Linked DNA regions of Zea mays: regions 2 and 3 are each linked to region 1. Evidence: chromatin contacts called from public Hi-C data. All regions are on one chromosome and are shown on one strand. Each heading gives the region's core, a stretch centred on a gene start, on an enhancer-like site or on the middle of the called end of the contact. The rest is flanking DNA. Distances are from core to core; before and after follow the strand shown. Region 1 holds the start of LOC103641379. Region 2 holds the start of LOC103641383 (nucleolar MIF4G domain-containing protein 1). Region 3 holds the start of LOC100280147 (Protease Do-like 2 chloroplastic).

The links. A called contact is a pair of places that touch in the nucleus more often than the background predicts.
Region 2: a contact with region 1 is called in a Hi-C map of ear, with 4 times the contacts expected there. The contact joins the promoter of LOC103641383 here to the promoter of LOC103641379 in region 1. A contact is called at or near these places in 6 of 25 Hi-C or Micro-C datasets (ear, endosperm, leaf and 1 more) and 1 of 3 datasets of contacts at active chromatin or transcription factors (leaf).
Region 3: a contact with region 1 is called in a Hi-C map of ear, with 5 times the contacts expected there. The contact joins the promoter of LOC100280147 here to the promoter of LOC103641379 in region 1. A contact is called at or near these places in 8 of 25 Hi-C or Micro-C datasets (ear, leaf, root tip and 2 more).

The regions. Positions count from the first base shown.
Region 1 is chr10:91,368,949-91,373,573 of Zm-B73-REFERENCE-NAM-5.0, forward strand. LOC103641379 reads right to left here and starts at 2,231. Exons shown (of 8, transcript XM_008664734.2): 1 at 1,705-2,231; 2 at 924-1,616; 3 at 1-242. The coding sequence starts at 1,777.
Region 2 is chr10:91,624,865-91,629,303 of Zm-B73-REFERENCE-NAM-5.0, forward strand. LOC103641383 (nucleolar MIF4G domain-containing protein 1) reads left to right here and starts at 2,830. Exons shown (of 13, transcript NM_001321824.1): 1 at 2,830-3,134; 2 at 3,237-3,328; 3 at 3,423-4,185; 4 at 4,271-4,338. The coding sequence starts at 3,128.
Region 3 is chr10:91,747,559-91,751,978 of Zm-B73-REFERENCE-NAM-5.0, forward strand. LOC100280147 (Protease Do-like 2 chloroplastic) reads left to right here and starts at 2,244. Exons shown (of 21, transcript NM_001153079.1): 1 at 2,244-2,452; 2 at 2,605-2,727; 3 at 3,391-3,444; 4 at 3,719-3,792. The coding sequence starts at 2,291.

The DNA of each region.
Region 1 (4,625 bases), core at 981-3,480:
GCTTTTAGCTCCACCTTTATCATGGTTCTGTACATAACCATGAGAGTCATTATCAACCTCACCAAAGGATGTGCTACATTTAGTAGATTGATCTACAACTTTCGGCATGGGGTGTATTGCATCAGAGGCCATTTGTTTCCCTTGCTTCATACAGTTCACAGACATAGTGTCCCGAGGTTCAGAAATTCCACATGTCAGTACTGATGCAACACGAACAAAAGGTACTTTCATATGAAGGTGACCTAGATGTTGCACATATGTTGGCATTAGAAAAAAAATTAAGTGTTGGAATATAATACAAGTGAATTGTCCACCTCCTCCTTTCAGCTAAATATTTTGGGTTGGACTGGTTAGTGCCTTCACTCTAATATGATATCAGAGCCAAAGCTCACGAGTTCGAATCCTGGCTAGCACAATTAAATAAAATAATTGTTGCTCGCACTTATTCCACGTCTGAGACCCAAGAGAGGCTCAACGTGAGGGGGGTGTTGGAATATAATACAAGTGAATTATCCACCTCCTTCTATTAGTTTAAGCTTTTGGGTTGGACTGGTTAGTGTGTTCACTCTAATATTAAGTTTCACTAAGAAGACCAAAAAAAATTAAATCTAATAAACTAAGCATTTCTTAGAAATAAGTGTAGTATATATAAAAGAAAATCAGGTGCAATTCTTCATTATGTTCAAACCAGAGCTCCAGAACACTTTACAAAACTCTAAAAGTGAAGTTCTACCTTTAACATAAGGAACAAAACAAGTGGTCTCTGGAATACTTTGATCTTTAGGCCTCCCTCAAACTCAAAACTGATTAAATTACAGGCACTTCTATAAGAATTTTACATTGTAAATTTTATAGAATGATCGTAATGAATTTCTATGTGACAAAGATAGCAATAACAACAGATTCAGTAGCTGGTAACTAACCTGAATCTGTGTCACCCTCCTCGTCCGTCGATGCATCAGAATCCACCAAATTATTATCATCATGCTTCCTTATCTCTCCAGTTAACCCCTCGATTCTTCCTTCCATTCCGAACTTCACATCCCTTTTATCCATTCCTGACTTCACAACCCTCTCATCCCCTGAGAGGCTCTCATTGTCACTTAGGACAACGGTGCCATCACTCAACTCATAGTCACCTATATCTTCGTCAGAGTCTTCAACCAACTGGGTCTTCCCCCACTCACCAAGATCATGTTCACCATGACCATTTAATCCATCCTTGTCGGCATCCTCCTCAGGTTCCTCAACCAACTGGGTCTCAACCATGTCTCCAACAATGTTGTTCACTCCATCCACCTCACATTTTTCATCCAACTGGGTCTTGGTCCATTTGTTGGCATTATCATCCACGCCACCACCAACGTCGCCTCCTTCTTCATCTTCCACCTGCTTCGTCTTCACTGGGTCACCGTCATTGCCATGATCCTCATCGCCACAGCCACCATCCTCGTTGCCACTATCCATCAACTGTGTCTCCGTCCAATCGCCAGCCACACCCTCCTCCACCTCGTCTATTAACTGGGTCTCAGCATCATCCAGAGGCTGTGTTTCGTCGTACAGGGCCCAATCATCCGCCTCGCGTTGTGTCTCATCGCCATCACTCGGAGGAGAACCTGATGACGCAATGCACATCCACAAAAAAAATAGCGCCTTCACACCAATCGCCCACAGAACCACAACCAATAAACAAGGTGCGCTCACCTAACGGAGGTGTCCCGCCGTCCAGGACTTGGGTATCCCCGCCACCACAGTCATTGCCGGCCTCGCCGCGCATCGCATCACGGGTAGGACAGGGCTTAGTGTTGCGGACGGGGATTCGACCGAACCCCCATAGATACTCGGAGAAAGACGAAGACTGACCCAATCGGACCACGGATGCCTTGGCCCGTAGAGATTGGGCGCAGCGCACGGCACAAACCCAAAACGAATTGAACGGAAGGAGAAGGGAAATCTTGGAACGAAACCGACTCCTAGGACAACCCGCCCCGGCTCCGAAACAGTAAAGGGCGACGAAGTAGAGGAGGAAGAGAGCGACGCCTCTCGACGAGAGGTGCGCACGGCCGGGAAAATATCTGGTCTGTTGTGCGCGAGTTCCGCGGCGGCGATGCGGCGCGCACGGCGAGTCGTGGCGGCGGGAAAAGAGGGAGTTGCGGAGCACGGAGCGGGGAGTACGCGCGGGGACCGGAGGGCAGGGGAAAACCCTGAATTCCTGAACGGCTCGATTTCTACATTCAAAAGAAAGTCGCATGGATGATCAAGATATATAATCTTGTTGGCGCCCATCTAACCGTCGATCACTGCAATATATACCCGTGGTGGTGCTCTCTACAGCAGCCTAGACAGTCCGCAGCCGAGTACCGGACGGTCCGTGGCCTGGCACAGAGGTGAGAGTTCCCTGCTGACGAGCCAGACGGCTCATGCCTGGAGACCGAACGGTCCGCACGTACACAAGGATGACGGTATTTGTCAACAATATCTGGATCTCGCTTCCAGGAGGAACACATCGGGAGGAGAGATCCTAGGTTTATCTTGATATTGGCAGGCCACCTAAGACGCTTCTATACAACGTAGAACCGGAGAGAGGTGAAGATTAGGGGGAGAAAGCTACATTATTGTCTACTCTTAGGTAAAAAGGTAAAGAACGGAAGATATATTAACTGTAATTCGATTGTTGATGTTTACATTCGATTGTACCCCTTAATAATATATAAGGGGGTCTAGACTTATAAGGGGGTCTAGACCCGTTCCTAGGCGTCTCCCAACAGCAACCGCGGATATATAGGGATAAACACGCGCGGAAAATGAATTAGTTGCGCTTGATCCGATCTAATCGCAGATCGTCTGCGTCTAAGGGAAGACCGTTCGCGGGCCGGACCGTCCGATCGTGCCAAGTGTCACAAATGGTGCTCAACACATGCCCCTTGCCTTTTGGATAATCCTTTCGGAGAAGCTGAGCAAACCAAAAGCACTGGTGCAGGTTGGAATCAACTCGATGTGAACATATCAGTTTTCTTAAGCATCTTGTCACATATTAGGGTGATATTGCTTCAGGAAACGATCGTTCAACACCTTGGCAAGTATTCACTTTGCAATGTTTGCAATATGTAGGCGTTACCAGTTATTACCTGTGTGATCTTGTAAAGACCGTCCCAGATTGGCGACCATTTCCCGAATTTTTGGTCTCTGCTCCTTAGTGCCAACATGGTATTCTATATCAGGTCTCCTATTTGGAATGACTTAGTCTTGACCTTCTTATTGTAAGATTTGACGACCATGATCTTGTCTTTCTCGATCTCTCCCAGAGTTGTTGTTGGGTACCTGCGAACAGGGTACCCAAAGAGGCCTGGGGACCTCCCAAAGACGGCCCACCTGTCAGGCAGCTTGGCAGGAAGGTACAAAAGGCCACCTGGGGACAGCCCGCCAAGCCAAGTCGACCCGCCCGCCGAACAAATATCTGTCGAGCAACTCAGCAAGGCGGGGCTGCCGAGCAGCCTGCCTGCCGAGCAACCCAGCGAGGCGAGGCTGCCGACCAACCCAGCGAGGCATGGATGCCGACCAACCTACCCACCGAGCAACCCAGCGAAGTGAGGCTGCCGACCAACCTGCCCGTCGAGCGACCCAGCAAGACGACACCCCGCTCTGAAGAAGAGCTGACCTAGTAATGGCAAGCCACGTCGACACGATGGGACATCACCGAGCCATGCCCGGACTGTGGAAGCGGTACCAAGGGGACTCTTTCAAGCACGACACCGGATACACATCTCCACTGACTAGTGGGGACCGAACAACCCAAGTCGTAGAGACCTCAAACATCAGGGTCTCTACAGTGACCCATACACCGGGAGGGATAGAGCAATACCTCGTACCAGACATAGACCTACGCATGATGGAGGGTGACGCTCAGAGGATGACGGAAGACAAAGTTGGACTGAAGACATCCCTAATCCACGCCATGAGCTGACTCAACAGAACCCACCGAACTACGCCACTTCTAAATCGGAGTAGCTACAGGAACCCGTCGAAAGGCGGGTGGGACATGACGCCACACCAAAGGTACAACAGTGCACGCCTCGTCAAATGACTCCATAGGGGCTACGAGGTCCGAAAGCATGACCCAATAGTCGGGACCATAGGGGCTATGAGGCCCTGAAGCGGGAGGCCAAACTCCCCCAGTAGAATACTAGTCCTCATTGTAACGTCTACCCTTGGGCAATAAAAGGGCAAGACAACCTCCATCCAAACATCATCCCATATCTCCAAGACTTCACACAAGCACCTAGTTGTAACACGTTCCAAGTAATACCACGATCAGCACCGCACTGAACTAGAGCTCCGGCCGGAAACAGTATAACCGACTCGCCTCAGATCCACCCTTGATCCTCCCATAGCTCACCATTCGAAGTGAGTCGGTGTTAACACCCCTATCGTACATAAATCTTATTGTCCTCTGGTACCAGAAACCACGACAATTGGCGTACCAGGTCAGGGGTCGACGGGTCGTTAGCATGCCAAGTGACACCTGCCACTCTGATGGCGCAATAATCAACGTTCGCTGGAGGTGAGACCTTCGCGCCAGGGAGTCACATCACGTTCGGCACCCTCGACTTCCTCACCACCTCCAC
Region 2 (4,439 bases), core at 1,580-4,079, 260 kb after region 1:
AGGATTCCTGACAAAGTTCAAGTAATGATTCCAGTACATAGCTGATTGTGAGGCCGGAATCATGGTAGATTGGGAAGTACTATGTCCTGTCTGCATGGGTGCCCACATTGTTGTCGGACCTTGAGCAGGGTTTGGAAAATTGAGGTTTCCCATAAAGTTACAATCCATACCACTCTGCTGCATGTAACCCGTAGGCCATAAAGGGTGTGGAGGAGGAAACTGCTGGCCACTTGAGGCATTTGACATGGGCTGTGAAGAAGTGGCATTGTTTGCTGGGTCCATTCTAGTAATTGTGGAGATGGGACAAATTTAGTGATATGCTAAAAACTTATTAAAATGTACACAAGCAATTAACTGAGCACAGTTGTAACAAAAGGTTCCCAATCACGGTTACAGTACTAAAGCATAGACATAACATATAGTACTGATCATAGTTCACCCACTACATAATTCCTTACATCATAGTTAGTACTTGTTGTGACTGGGTACCACTTAGAATTAGGCATACATGACATATGGTTGGTCAAAAGCATGTCATGTACCTTGAACTACAAACAAGTGCCTAATACAGATTCCAATAGCTATTACGGGTAGACCTATCCGAATCACTGAAGTACCATTCGTCACTGACGTCGGGGCAGTAGAACTCCTCTTCTTCAACAGAAGGATCAGTAACTGTTGGAGGGGGTGACGGAGAGGGAGGATCAACAATGATGTCATCCCACTCGTACTTAGCTATTTCTGGAAAGGCTTGGACTTTTGCCTCTAAGGCATCCTGCTGAAGCAACTCAAGTTTTTCTTTCATGGCAAACAATGTCCTAGCTAGGATCTCTTCATCATGCATGTGGTCTAATGCATGATCAACTAAACCCCCCAGGGATTTTGTGGCATCCTCGGTACAGTCTACAAGGACTTTCATCAAAACCTTCATCTTATCTTCTTGGGAGGATGCCATGATGAAATGGGCTACAAACATTTTATATATGAAGTAACATGTGGAAACCCTTGAAAAGCATATGCACTGATGAAATGAAAAAAGTTCCCACATAATATTGCCTACAAATTTGTATGCAACACCATCGATTCATAAACAAAAGGAACACCATTACAAACATGTAGGAAATATAAGGGAAGTAAAGCTAGCATGGATATATCATACTGATGAACAAAGGTAACAGGTAAATGTATCCTAAGGCATATGAAAAACATGTACATGTCCATAATTTAGGGAGCAAGTAAAGTGAAGATGACATATGCCATGTACAGTTAGAATCATAAACCAAACACACACTTGAAAACTATAAATTTGTCAATATGAGTTAGATGTTTGTTGCCAGGTACATGTGATTGTACAAAAAGCAATAACATTATAAACACAATTAAACGTAAGGGAAGTGTATGCCACAGAACAAGAAAAGGAAAGTAGAACATGCAGATAGAAATGTTACAACTATTGTCATGACAGAAAGACATGTTGAAGTCTTGAACATTACATAATCAGCCAGGTAATCATAGTGAAACAAATGTTGAGGCAAACACATGATCAGGCAGATAATCATAGTCAAAAGTAAATGAACATGTCATGAAATGTAATCAACAATCAGTTTGTCAGGGAAATGGCTTATATTGGTGAAGATTATAATACTACGAAATGGTAACATTCCACAGAAACGGTACAAATACAATTGGTTCACTTATAAAACATCTGCTTCACACGAAGGAACATCACTGGGGAAATAGATTTGGTGTCATGGCTAATGTTAGGCTACAAGTTTGAAAACCTTTGTTCCATTACCATGTACGGGTGATCTGATAAATTGTAGGGGCCGTCAGCATCTCCTAGAAACATGACGCCCAAAGAAGGGTTCAAAGTTTTTCCAAAAGCAGGTCTACTGACTGTTGGTGTGTATTCCAACTTTAATGGTACATACAAACTTTGTTGCACAAGGGGGCTAAATCGGAGGATGAAGAACGTAATCAGAGGTCAAACTACAAGTGTGGATCTGCTAAACTCGTATGGGCTGGCCAAAATAAAATAGGAATGTTAAACAAAACCAGTGCTAATCTATATATTTCCGGAATGATGTTTTCATATGACGGGGTACAAGATGGTATACCTCAAGAAGGGACGATCTCGCCCGCAAGACGGCGAATCGAAGCAAAATACAAGTGCTGTTCGAAATTAATCGAGAAATAAGTATTGATTTGCCGAGGTTCATGAAGGTAATACCTTAAGAGGGGGAGATCTCGGCCGCAACACGCCGAATCGAAGCGTCTCCGTGTGGATCTGATGGCGCCGTCGATGGTCGGAGACGGAAGGCAACGAATCGGTCGCGATGTTCCTCGCCGGAAGCGGATTGGACTCCTCTTCGGCTTGGGTCGCGAACGACACTGGGTGCTCACGAACTCGACGTCCTCTTCTCCCAAACCGAGGGGGCCCGGGGCCGACTCCACCGGCCGACGGGAGATCCGCCGTCACGTCGATGCGAAATTTCGCCCTTCCGCGGAGTGCTCGAGACGAAGGGAGGTGGAACGAGAAGTTTCCGTAGACTGCCGCGGTCGGCTCCGTCCGTGCGAAGGAGGCGAGGGGGCGGCTACAGTCGTCCCCTGCATTTGGCGTGAGAGAGAAGAGTGCGGCGAGGAAGGGGAGAGGGTGGCGCTCGCCGCTGCGGGAGGTAGGGGGCGACGGTAGCCGCTAGATGGTGAACAGTATTAGGGTAGGGGACGGGTAGAGTCAAGCGTTGCGGACAGTCTAATGGACTCTCCATGAAAAGAAGGTATTCGGCGGCCCAGCCCATCCGTCAGTGCAGTCAAGTAGTCACCGGTTCACGCAAACCCTAGTACCAGGCCGCCAGTCCCGACCTCCCCGGCTCCAGCCCCCGCGCACGACCAGCTCTGACGACCCCGCTCCTGCCTCCCACCTCCTCCGGTGGCCTCGCGCCTGACTCCCTCCTCCGGCACCCAGGCCAGCCGCGCCCCGCCTCTCGCACAGGACGGAAATGATGCCTTCTCCTTTTTGTTAGCTGATTCTGATCAAACTGGTTAGTTCGATAGAGAATATCAGTAATATCTTGCTGCCCAAACTGCAGCTTCAACTGATTCCGCGTCAGGAGCACTTAGAGCAACCATGGGGGGTAGGGGCCTTCTTTCCAAGTCTCATACCTGTGCTCTGTGATGAAAGAACTCTGCTACTGCAACAACGTATGCTGATTGTTTTCTCTTGGTGTTTGTTCCAGGGAAATCGGAGCAGAAGTCTCGAAAAGAGAGGCGGAAAGAGGCGAGATCAGAGAAGCACAAGCTGCGATTTCTTTCTTGGGTTGGGCATCAGGTGAGTTTACCAAGTCCCTGGAAAGGAAGAGTGCAATAACTTGTTTTGCTTTCTTTACTGTCTTAGTTCTGATGCACAAAATCCATCGAGTTAGGGTGGCAAAAAGAAGAAGCCGTCAATGTCAGTAGTAGAGCCAAGTTCGGTTGAGGAGAAGCCAAAGAAAGAGCCTGATGGCATGATGAAGAAGAAGAGAAAGAGGGAAGCAGAGGGTAAGCGGAAGCCCAGGTCCAACTTCCAGGAATATCTTGAGATGGAGATGGGTGGACCTGTGAGCATGGAGGAGGATCTAGAGATGGAGAGGAAGCTTGCAAAAAAGCTCAAGTTGAAGAAAGGAAAGTTGGGAGGTCCTGATGATGGTATGGATGACCTTTTTGCGGACCTTGGGTTTGGTGGTGACTTTGGTTCAGATGATGGTGAAACAAAAGCATATGATTGGAATGTGGTGGAGGACACTAATTTAGACAAGAGAAAAGGTAAAAAGAAAAATAAGGAGAAAAAGGATGACACAGTGATGGAGGAACCAGATGACATTGATGAAGAGAATGGTCGGAAAAAGAAGAAAAAAAAGAAGAAGGATGGTATGGAGAAGGAGGAACTGGTTGATGTAGGTGAAGAGAATGGTCAGAAAAGGAAAAAGAAGAAGAAGATGAAGGATGACTCAGAGATGGACGAACCAGATGATGAAGGTGTTCACATGGATGAAGAGAATGATGGAGCAGTCCTGGAATCTGAGGATGGAGTGTCTAATGTGGTTGAACTGCCCAAAGAATCAAAAGGGAAGTATGTACCTCCGAGTCTGCGTAATGCTTCCAATTCAGAATCAGAAGAAATTGCCCAGATGCGTCGCAGAGTAAGAGGTTTGAACCTAAATTATGTCTTTTATTTACTTGATTGATCGGCGACATGTATTCTGTGTATGACCTAATGTTTGCTATGCATCAGGACTTCTGAACAGACTTTCAGAGTCAAATGTGGAGTCCATTACTCAGGAAATTGCCACACTTTTTCGAGTACAACCCTAGACTACAAGATCTTTCATTTCTTCTGATATTTGTCTACCGCCTGTCTTTCATATATTTTTGGGGGGTCTTGATTAACCATGGGGTACTGT
Region 3 (4,420 bases), core at 994-3,493, 380 kb after region 1:
GCTTAAAGTTGTAAAATTCAGTTTCCACCTATCCACCCCCCTCTAGGCGACTTTCATGTACATAACTCCATTATATAATAAAGATGTGACATTCGCTTTTGTACCATGAGTCATTATATGTGTGAGACTTGATCCTAGCACACATTGGTGAAAGTTCACGCTCGGGTTTTGGCCCCCTAAAATCCGGGTGTGACAAGGTCTCTTTATTTGGGTGGAAGTGGAGCTTAGAAGCTACAGGGTGGAGTTCTAGCTAAGTCTTGGCTTAACGGGCCTCGGGCCTCCTAGTCCTCGTCGGCGCTCCTCTTCCTCCTGTTCATCCTTGTGGGTTCGTATCCATCTGAAGGCGTCCGGTTGCCTAAGAGCTCTCTCCTTTTGACCCCCTTGCCTTGAGGCCAGCCTCTCCTTTTATAGGCAGGGAGAGGGGTCGATCGGTGGTGGCTTCCCTGAGAAGAAACCGTAAGGCAAGGGTAAAACCAACGTTTTACCTCGGGTGGAGCCACACATACTAGTGGGGCCCGAGGTTGCTTGGTTGTCTCGTATTTACTGTGGCGGATGACGTAGGGGCGGCGATGGTCCTATGCGTCATCATTATGTCTACGCCGACCCCTGGCCTCCTAGCCTGGGGTTCGGCACAACCCGTGGTGTAGTGCCCTGCGGGAGGTCTGCGTACTCAGGCCTAGTCCGATAGGACATAAGTGTGCTATAAGCCGAGTGGTGCTTGGGCCATTAATGCACCACAGTCTGAGGGGCTCATAGGTCATGAGTGCTCTGCAGACTGATGTGCTCGTAGGTCATGAGTGGGAAGTGGACCGCCGCCGCGCTGTGGCTCGGTCCCAGCGTGGTTAAATGCGATCAACTATTTATGGCGAGTCAATCTAGACCGGACGCGGGATCCACTCGAATAGTTCCCTTCCGACATGCCCGACTTTTCCTGACAGGTTCCGCCACGCCCGATCCTGGCTCGGTGCCGCGGGATTCGATGGGGGCGGGTCCTTTCAGGGTTGACACGTCCGCCTCTCCTAACTAACTAATGGGCCCCAGCGATCAGGGGCTCTTTCCTCAGCGTACTCTCTGACCGGTGTGCCCCGGGGACCGAGGATCATTTCCCCGACAGTGGGCAACCTCTTATCCAGGCTTGGGCTAGCCATGCTTAGTTTGTCAAACTGCACATAGTTAAACTGCACATAGTTTACATAGTTTTTCAAACTGCATTTTCAATATCTTCCCAACTGGAAATTTGAGTATGGAGGCTACCAATTTAGGTTGTGGCCACCAGATCGTATAGGTCGTGCAAAATATTGTTTTCTATAATAGGCAACACTATTTATAGAGTGACGTTTGAAATAAGAGATTTAATAGGAGATGTGATAGGAGAGCTATACGATTTGTTTACCGTGGACAACTCATAATAGTTAACAACTTTTATTTTTCTTTTCTCATCGGAGACAATTCACATAATCTTTTTCACCTCTCACAACTAGACCAAACACAACTTTAAAGAGCACCTTAAATAATTCAGGACTACCCACTTTGCAGAATCAACTCATGCGTTTAATCTGAATTTAGAACTGCTGAAGCAAAAGCCTACAATATATGTAGGTTATATTGTAAGTGAAGTTCGATTTTTTTTGCCTTGTTGGGCGAGAGAGACATATACCGCATGATTGGTTGGTTGCATGAGCCGAAAAACTGCATGTGCGGATCTTCAAAGCAGGGTTTGTTTGGTTCATTTCTCTACAAATTTCGGCTCAGCAGATGCAAAAAGGGTGTCCGACCAGGCTGCGTAGAGACGCCCGTGGGAAGCATACAACGGGATGCACCATGCAACGACACAGAATACGAGACATCTTTTTAGGGTGTTTTTTTATTATATCTTCTAATTAAAAGATTGAATCAGCAAACTAATTTCATGTTTGTATTCTTGAGATTTTTTTCAACAAAACTTCATGTTATATAATATTTAAAAATTTATTTATGCATCTTTTTTAATACACATTTTAGTACAATTAACCAAACAAAATCTATGTATAATCTGAACAAATCTATACAACAACCAAACAAAAACGTCTTTTATCCTAGTTCTACTAATACTGGCTATATTCATGCTGGCTCGACTTCTACCACAACCAAACGCACGAATAATTATCTCGCGTGACCCGCACGTGAGGCGCCCTCCTCCCCAACCGAAAAGTCTACAGAGGATAAGGAGCTCGCCGCTCTTCCAGTCCCACAGCTAGGGGAGGGAAACAAACACCCAAATCAAACCCGCGCGTCGCCAGCCGCAGCACCAATGGCGTGCGTCGCCGCGCTCTTCGCCTCCCCGGCGCTCCTCCCCTTCCCCTCCACCACCTCGTCCATGGCCTCCTGCTCGTGCCGCCTCCGCCCCGCCGTCGTCGCCCGCGCGCCGCGCCAGCAGCCGCGGGGCCGGCGCGCGCTCCGGCGCTTCGATGAGGTACGTGCGTCGCGTCTCACTCCTTTGTCTGTGGCTCTTGCCCGATGCGCGCGGCGCGACTGCCAGCTGGGCTTCTCCTTCTCTGGAAGGACTGCTCCATGGACTGAAACTTTTCTGCTGTGGCGGCGGCGGCGGGGTGCCCGTGCGCGCAGGTGGAAGGGGTGTCGAAGAAACGGCGCGGCATCGGAGGCGGTGGCGGCGTCGGCGCTGGCGGGTCGCAGCCGTCGTCCTCGCGCAGGGATAGGGGGCTTTCCGTCGATTTCAAGGAGCCGCAGGTCCGAGGCGCATCGATTTTTCTCTGTTTCGTTTACACTTTACAGGTTGCACATGGCATGCTAGAGAATTGAGTACATCTGCAGTTCCAAATTGAATGAGGGTGCCAATTAGCTTTTTTAGATGATGGAGTTGAGCATGTCCCAGCCTCTGTATCCACTCATCAATGGCATTATGGCAATTACATGAGAGGATGAGGATGGGCATTTATTTGATGTTGGGTTCGGCTCCACTCCATTGCTGTTTCCATGTCAACATGCTTAATTGCTTACTGTTGTTTGTCTGGATGCTTTGGATTGGGTTACTATACATTGCAATTTCTCGTGTGTTTGGATTGCATGCTGTGGATGAGGTTTTGTCTGTTCAAACTATTAATTGCGCTTAGCCATTTTGGATTTGGGTCAGTTTGCACTTTCTTTTTGTAAGTTCACCGCCTCGGTTATAAACCATTCTCTTCAGTCTGAATGAATACCTTATAATGGTTTCATACTGTCTCATCATCTTATGCATGTGCCCATGTACCTGTGAATGCTAATAAACACAACCATCTTCATCCATGTGCATTTCTTCTTCCTTTTCACTACAATCCACATGTATGATTGATTAGATGTTGCACCAAATTCTTACAAGCCTTCTCTTATGCTAACTGTGGGGGGTTACATCAGGTTGCTGAGTTTGATGATCTTGAAGAGGACAAATTCCTTAATGCTGTCGTCAAGGTAGGCTTCAAGAATACATGTCCCTAGCTATTGATGATGCTTATATTTCTTACTTCTCCATATTATAGTTAGCCTATATTTCATCAAGATATATTTATGTGTGCACTATGTAGTATGTACTGCTTTGTCATATTTGTATTGCAACTTCCTTTTCAGTATATTATGTCAAGCACAATGCTCTACTTTGCTCAAAGATCTTGTTCTGTTGAGCAAGACTTTGCTTTGTTTTGTGCTTAGTCATATCCTATCACTGAAGTAGTTTCTCTCCTGTTAGGTCTATTGCACTCATATCGCACCCGATTATGGTCTTCCTTGGCAGAAGCAAAGGCAACATTCAAGTAGTGGGAGGTAAGTGTTGATATAACATTGTGTATCTGTTTCGATTGTTGATTTTACATCTTTTGTATAAAATTTCATCTGCTGTGCATTTCTAGGTGGGTGGGGCGTGGAATAAATTATCATGATGCATTTAGCGATTTTATAATTTTGTAGAGATTAAACTGCAGCATTTCCTTTCTTGTACTGATTAGACTACCTGAGACTATGGCTGTACTGCTGTAAACATAATGATGTTTGTTTCATTCTGATAGGCATCCTGCTTTAGTCCTCAACAAGCTAGGACTTTTGTTTTAGAACGTCGCAGAAGATCTGCGAGTCAATTCATTAAGAAAGGAGACAAACAGAAACGGAGCGACTGAAGAGTCAGCACCGGGTACAAAGAAGGCCAGAAATGCGCAGGCCCATCAACAGCCCCCCAAAACAGCCACTTTACAGAAACACACACCTACACAGGCCACACAGCTACCAGCGACCCAAATTATACCCTAAGAGCGGGTTGGCGAGTGAGGAGCTCGTGAAGAGCAGAGGCACCCGCAACACACCAAAGGGTACATTCATTGGCCACAACCTGCAAAACAGTATGAACACCGGGCCGTTGCCCTTCGAACACAATCATTCCGATGCTTCCAGATTTCCC